Regions from separate parts of the Anas platyrhynchos genome. Here region 1 is linked to region 2. A link is a contact called in public Hi-C data. All regions are on one chromosome and are shown on one strand. The core of a region is the stretch at or near the end of the contact, and the rest is flanking DNA. Distances in the headings are between cores, read along the strand shown. Region 1 has its middle 57 kb from the start of IGFBP5. Region 2 has its middle 3.8 kb from the start of IGFBP5.

What was found. A called contact is a pair of places that touch in the nucleus more often than the background predicts.
Region 1: a contact with region 2 is called in a Hi-C map of small yellow follicle, with 2.2 times the contacts expected there. The contact joins two enhancer-like sites. A contact is called at or near these places in 2 of 8 Hi-C or Micro-C datasets (liver and small yellow follicle).

What each region holds. Positions count from the first base shown.
Region 1 is chr7:7,252,863-7,256,333 of IASCAAS_PekinDuck_T2T, forward strand. No RefSeq gene overlaps it. Among named protein-coding and RNA genes, the nearest start is that of IGFBP5, 57 kb to the left of the region's middle. Within about 2 kb of position 1,994, at least 1 of the 8 cell types and tissues checked has an H3K27ac peak or open chromatin away from gene starts, as enhancers often do.
Region 2 is chr7:7,199,764-7,203,183 of IASCAAS_PekinDuck_T2T, forward strand. No RefSeq gene overlaps it. Among named protein-coding and RNA genes, the nearest start is that of IGFBP5, 3.8 kb to the left of the region's middle. Within about 2 kb of position 1,523, at least 5 of the 8 cell types and tissues checked have an H3K27ac peak or open chromatin away from gene starts, as enhancers often do.

The DNA.
Region 1 (3,471 bases), core at 744-3,243, 54 kb after region 2:
AATCTAAACAAGGAATTGTATGTATGGAACAACTTAGTCCCCATGCAAACAATATGGGGACATGAGGGATTTCTGTGAGATTTATTTATTTATTTATTCATGTATCCAAATTACCCACAGATTTCTCTACATTACAGTCTTTGCTTAGAGGGGACTGTGTTCTATAATTAAGTCAAGTTGATTAGACAGTTTCACAGAAGAGGATCTAGTTCACAATATGTCATCTGACCTTTTCTGTCTTTTTCCTCAGCTCTGATCAGTTGTGAAGTAATTCTGAATTTTCAAAACAATTCGTTCTTCAGTTTGGAATAATGACAGTAAATAGTTCTTTAAATAGCCTCATTTGTCAGCTGTCCACCGGGATTAGTTAACATTAAAGAGCAGATCTCCTTTAACTGGATACTTAAGCTGTCTACTGCTGACCTTCTATATGATCGCAGGTAGATGTTCTTGGAGGGTCTTGGATTCACTGATTATGAAGTTGGAAGGGATGTCTCTAATTGTTCCATTCTGCAATACTGAGACTTGAAGGTTTCCCTGTTTCAATCAGTGTACCAGTTAGAAAAAAAAAAAAAGCAAAAAAAAAAAAAGCAATAACTCATCCTCACCAAAATATTTCTAGTGCTTGGGGTTGTACCATCAGCTAGAATTCGATTGCTTCAGGGATTAATCATACTTTTGACTGAACATTTGAACTCTGTTTCTGGCCAGGATATATCTAACTTCAACTTCTACATGTAAGCTGTTTTTATCTATAAATATTCTTGCTCGCAGTGTGAGACTAAAAAGTGCTACCAAATTCAAGTAGTTTTGAGTATGACATTCGTGTGTAATAGTTCCCCAGAAACTTCAGGACTTCTGTAGATGCCTCTGTGACTGTATCATATTTACCTAATCCATGGAGAGCTCTGCATGCAGTGTCTAATTAATCTGCCTATACACTGCAGGTGCTTCTGACATTTTTGGAGATACAGCAGCCTCTGTTGAGCAACAGAGGTCCAACAAAAGGCCTAAAATTCACCTAGAGTAGAAGTCCAGATGAGAAAAGGGAGCATAGCCAGGAAAAAAATGTGTTTTAGTATCTCTCTATAGAGCAACTATCTTCTATCGATGTCACTGGCCCTCAGCAAAGCTGGATGTCTTAAACAATGCCTCAGTATACTGGATACAAGCTTCACTCTCCCCCCACTTCAGCTATCCTTGATTGCACACTTCCAGGTGCTGATTTCCAGATTAAGGGAGTCTTTATTTTAGACTTTTCACACGCTATCAACATGGTGTTTGATTACATCAATAGTGGCAAAATATCAGTACTTAGTGCAAATAAAGAGACGTTTTAAGCAGGGAGATCTATTTTTGTCACTTCCTCCTGTGGGGCAGGTTATCAAGATGACCTGCAAACAGCATTGCAGCAGAGAACAGCTAACTGTTTGGGGAGGTGGAGAGGGGGAGACAGATGGTATTTATGGTCTGTCATAAACAGTGAAGGACTCTTTGGACAATAGCCTAATAAATACTCTAAAAAGAAACTGCTGGACTCTCATAACTCAGTATACAGACTGTCATCCTCTCCCTCCTGCTTTGTGATCTGGCTACAATTTGCCTTTTAGTATTGCAATACTGAACTCAACTCTTAAGGACAAACTTTGGAAGCACAGATGAAAGATGTTGCAGGACCCCTTATGGGCAGGAGCTATGCAGAACTCCAGGGAATGGTTATGCTTGCCTTCCTAAATCTGGGTTGCCCTACCAGGCCTGCTGCTGCCTCTTAGGGACCTCTTTCCAACTGTGGTCTCAGTCTTGGGGTCAGCAGGTCCCATGTGCTCTACCTTAGAATGATGCAGTCTCTGAAAACAGAATTTGGACATAGATCTAGGTTTGATGCAGGTAGAGATTGACTCTAGTGGTATAATGTTTGGGTCCAGGTCTCAGACTGAAAAGAGGTCTGCATTCATCTCTGCTAGGAGAGTACTGGGAGTAAGAGTGTCTGGAGGATAGCACCCATAAGGAATCCCCCAGTGATCTGGAGTCCTGTGCCCAGCATGTTAGCTCCTCTCTGCAGACTAACAAGGCAGAAGGAAGGGAGATGATGCTGGAGAGCTCACCAGAGAGAGGCAGCTAGCAACAATACATGGAAGACAAGTTGTGCTTTGCCCTGAGAAAACAGTTCCTTTCACTGCTGGGGTCTGCCTTGATCCTCCTCATTTTTGAGTGAGGCAGCAGGCTCAGGAAGATAACTCTTTGTTGTCCCCTAAGTTACTCAGAGGGAAAGAGCATCATCATTTTCTAGAAATAGTGGTCGCCTTCCTTCAGCCCCAATCAGCTCAGCAAGTGGAGCCTCTGGACTGCCTTCCCACTTGGACTTTCTCCAGGAAGACCACTAGGCCAGACAGCAACTGTTGCTGCGAGCGGGGTGTTTCTACCGGGAGTGCTGACAGCCTGTTTTCATCAGCTCCAAATGGAAAAAATTGTTTGGAAAAAGGCCTGAAATGTTTATCAAAGAACCATGGCATTTAGTGTAAATGATGAAATGACGGCAAATTAATCTAAAACCCACCATCGCTGCTATCAGGAATCATGGATTGTAATAGCTGCGTGATGGTCAGTAGGAATTTCACCCTTGAGGGCTGATATTTTACCTTTCAATTGAAATTCAACAGCTTCTGGGGTGGATCACAGTCTGTGCAGTGCACCGGCGCCCCTGAAGAGTGGGGAGTTAAAAGGTGATCATTGCATTGTAGTTTTCATGGCTGCTTCATGCTGCTGCATCTGCCCATGATCTTTAGGACCATTTTGTCTTACACTGTGAAGTTTTTCACTACAGAGACCAGCTTGTTGTTCTGTGCTGTGAGGAGAATTAATAATCCCCATCATGGTTGATGATACAAACATAAGACTATCTGGGATGGAAGGATTAAAGACCACAAGGAGAACAACTGCTTGAATGTCTTGTGGTAACCCCAGAGAGATCTTTCCTTTCCTTCAGCAATCAGGAGTTAAGGCTGTTCAGGCTGCTTCTCTAACAAATAATACCCTTCAGGCCTTCCTGACTCATTTGCAGAGCAATAATTAGGACAGAAGAGTTTCCTCCACTCAATCAGCATTACCATCTCTTGTGGTGCCCTGCTGGTGATGTGTGTAACTTTTATGCCTAGAGAAAAGGTTTTAAACATACATGAGCTGCAACAATCACATGTAAATCATGTAAATAATAAAAAAAAAAAGCTTGCATTTTTTAAAGTTGTACTTCTAGCTGTCATGGGCCAAGGCCTAACTTCCAAACTAGGAACCGAGTGTAAAGTTGTGGTGGGATTTTTGCAGCAGTTTGCAGACACCCCTCAGGTATCATTGCATTCACCTTTGGATGTCAGTCTGGTGACAGGTCTACACAGCCTGTAAGCAACAGCATTTTCAAGGACAGAGAGGATGGAGATGAAAACTTCCTCTGCTCAGCCCACTACCCTACACACA
Region 2 (3,420 bases), core at 273-2,772:
CAAGCCCTGGCACAGGAGAATTGGGCACGGCTGGATCGCTACGGGGCAGGGATCCTGCGAGGCAGCCCCAGGGAAGCTGCCCTAATTTCGGGCTGCCTGGGAGCTGTCTCCCGGGCTTTCAGAGCAGGCCACATCCAAGTGGTGTGAAGTTGTCCTGAGGCCACCCTCGCTTCCCTCCTACGCTGAGCTGCGAGGCTGTGCCGGGACCTTCATCCATCACAGTGCACCTGGAAACTCTGTCAGATACTCAACCAGGGCAAGGTAAAGTTTTAGCCAGGAGACGTGCCCTGGTAACAGGTTTTCTGCCCAAATATTGAAGTGGCCTTAACTGTGAGGATCCATCCTGCTGAGCCCTGGAGCAGGGATGGAGTTGCAGATGACTGCTTGGTGTGTGCCATCATGCTCCTCACAAGGGCTGGCTTCTTGACATTTGTGCTGATGCTCCAAAAAACCCCACAGCCCTGGGAATAAAAGACAGCAATGGGGCAGTGTACAGCTGGTCACGAGCTGTAGCAGAGCCCACGGATCATGAAGATCTCATTTCTCTTGGCCTTTTCTCTTCCAGGGGAGGTCACAATGATGTTTTATGTTTAAAAGGCATGCTTTCATATTTTGGGGGGATAAACAAGAGGAAACCAAGGTTTCTGTTAGTGTCTGCTAATATACTTCATTGCTATAGGCTCTATTTGTTACATATGGCTCCTTCCTGGGGAAAAAAAAAGAAAAAAAAAAAAAAGAAAAAAAAAGAGAAGTAGTCATTTGGAAAAGAGTTACCATTCTTTATATCTCAGATACGTCACGCTTCATTATGATACTCTCTGTAATGTGCAAAAGCACTGACTTTCCTGGGCATGATAATGAAGATGAAACTTGTGCTTTAATCAGTTTGGGCTAATCTGTGTGTTTTGGAGGCACTCAGAACATCAAACAAGTTCAGGCAATCTAGAAAGATTAAGGGCTGAATCACAGATACATGGATGAGATTTTTTTTTTCTTCTCCCTCCAAAACCACTGTCCAGTTGGTGTAGATCTGAAACTTGTTAGGAAAATAATGCTTATACAGGAGATTTTTTTATTTTTTTCATGTGCAAGTATTAAAAAACGCCAACAGGTTGTGAAATCAGGTGCCTGAAGCATCGTTACGAAAACAGCCTATATTTCATCCTTGGTGTAAAAAATCCCGGAGGGCAAAATGTCAAGTGACAAAACTGGAACTGATGAGGCAAGCCTTGGGGGAGAAGCACAAAAAGGGAAGATGGGCAACAGCAGGCGGTGCAGATACCAACACGCTACTTCACTTTGAATGGAGGCTGGGTTGAGAGTCAGGAGTAAACTCGGATTCCTTCCCAAGATGTTCGTCCTTCTCTCGGGTGATGCCTCCATCCCTGCGATGCTAACCCCGAGAGGTGTTCACAGCTTCATGCTGGGAGCCCCTTTCCAGCAGGCGCGAGCAGCCTGTGCTGCAGCGGTGGGTGTAGTAGAGCTAGCGAGGGCTAGGTGGCATACTGGATTCGTTGGAGTCACCTCCAAGGACTTCCTTCCACATCCAGCAAGGGCTAGGCTGAATGAAATTATCTCTTTGCAGGCAGCTTTCTGTGTCATTAAAAAAACAAAGCAACCGATGCTTCCAGTGAAGACAGCATCAATGTTTTGCTTTCTAACATGCCTCATGGGGGTATCAATTTTAAACCGCATGTAGGAATGGAGTCTCCCCTCACCAGATCAGCGCCTGGGTGTTCTGCGTGCCGGGGTTGGCTCCGTTTCACGTTATCAAGGCTCGGCTGCCAAGATTTCCAGCGATGCCTGGTGACTGGGGTGCCTCCATCTCCCCCATCGCCACCCGAGTCACCTTGCAAGGTGTGGGGGATGCCAGCTCCCGCGCGTCGCAAGGCCCTTTCACAAGGGCCAGAGCTCAAAGCCCGTACTGGATGTTTAAACGATAGAGGCAGAACTTGCTCAGGGGACAAATTCCTCTTGCCTGAGCACAGGCGAAATTAGTTTCTTTTGCTAACGGGGAAAAGACAGATGTTTCATCACGAGCAGACAGCAGAGGTTTCCCTTTGCGCCTTCCCGGCCGGTGCAGAGAGCTGAGGCCTTTGCCTTGCTCAAAGGGCCTGAGCAGGGTCCCCGTGCGTGGGCAAGTGGCTCGGTGTCCCCTGGGGCCATTTTCCCCCTCCCAGCCCCGCGGGCATGGACCTGCGTACGCGGTTGTGCTCGCTTGGGATGTCAGGGCAGCGCAGCTTGGCTCTGGGGAGGAGGCTGGCCTCGTTCCAGAGGCTCGGGAGGGCCGGGGAGGAGTTGCAAAAGCAGCTTCGTCTTCCCCTGTCTGCCACAGGGCCGGTGAGGATCCTGCATATCAGAGGGAACCGGGTGGGTTCAGACGGCTGCCTTCGAAAGCAGTTGGGAATCTTCTCGTCGAGGTGCTCGGCAAGCTCAAAATATCCCCGCGATTCGCTCGCTTTCCACCTCCACCTTCCCCCGCTCCGTGCTGCCCACATTCTTTTTTTGTTATTAATTGTTTTAGATTCAGACAATGCCTCTCCTTTGGCCTCAGGCAGGCGCACTGGCTGAATCACTAAAACACTTTAACACACATCTGCTGAGGCAGCAAAAATCGGTATCTCTCCCGCTCTCCTTTTTTTTTTTTTCCCTCTCCCATTCTCTGCCTCTCCAGTATCACAGTCAAAAGGTGACCGAGGCACAAAGTAGAGCTGGAATTGGCTGAAAAGAGAAAGTGCTCCCAGCTGAAGGGCAGAAAACACCTGCATCTAATAAAAACAAATGAGAAACATCATCAATAACCAGTAGAAAAAAAAAAATAATGGCATAAATAAAAGGAAAAGTATAAATTCAGATGGTCTCTGGGAAACTTGAACAGATGCCCCAGCCTGCTGTCTTCTGGAGGTATTGTCTGGTTGTTTGCTTTGTGATGCAGTGAAATACAGAGGGTTGCCATGTCTCTCTGGCATAGAGCAAGGAGCTTTAGAAACCTTGCTGATGCCACGGTGATGGGTGGCTCATAAATAAGTCAGATTGTTGCCCTGGTGGGAGAGGGGCGTCTCCTGGAAGGAGCAAGCATCCTCTGAAGGGCTCTCCTTTTGTCCCCTGTGAGGCCTTGCACGTTTTGCTGGGAGCATTAGGAAAAGGGTTTAGGCAAGCAAGCATGCTTGGGATTGACCAAGCAGAGGTTTCTTACAGGTGTGCTCAGTGTGATGTGGGGAGGCACTTTGTGATCATGTACCTGCTGCCTGGCCCCATGAACTGGTGCTCAGTGGTGGTTTACCTGCAGGAGATGACTCCTGACTGTGACCATCAGCTCCCTGCAAGCCTGCTGTGTCTGTTCACTCCTGAAGAGGTGTAACTTTGGTAGAGAGCCCCAGGGATGGATATCTAGCTGCACATTGAGAGGAGAGGCTATGG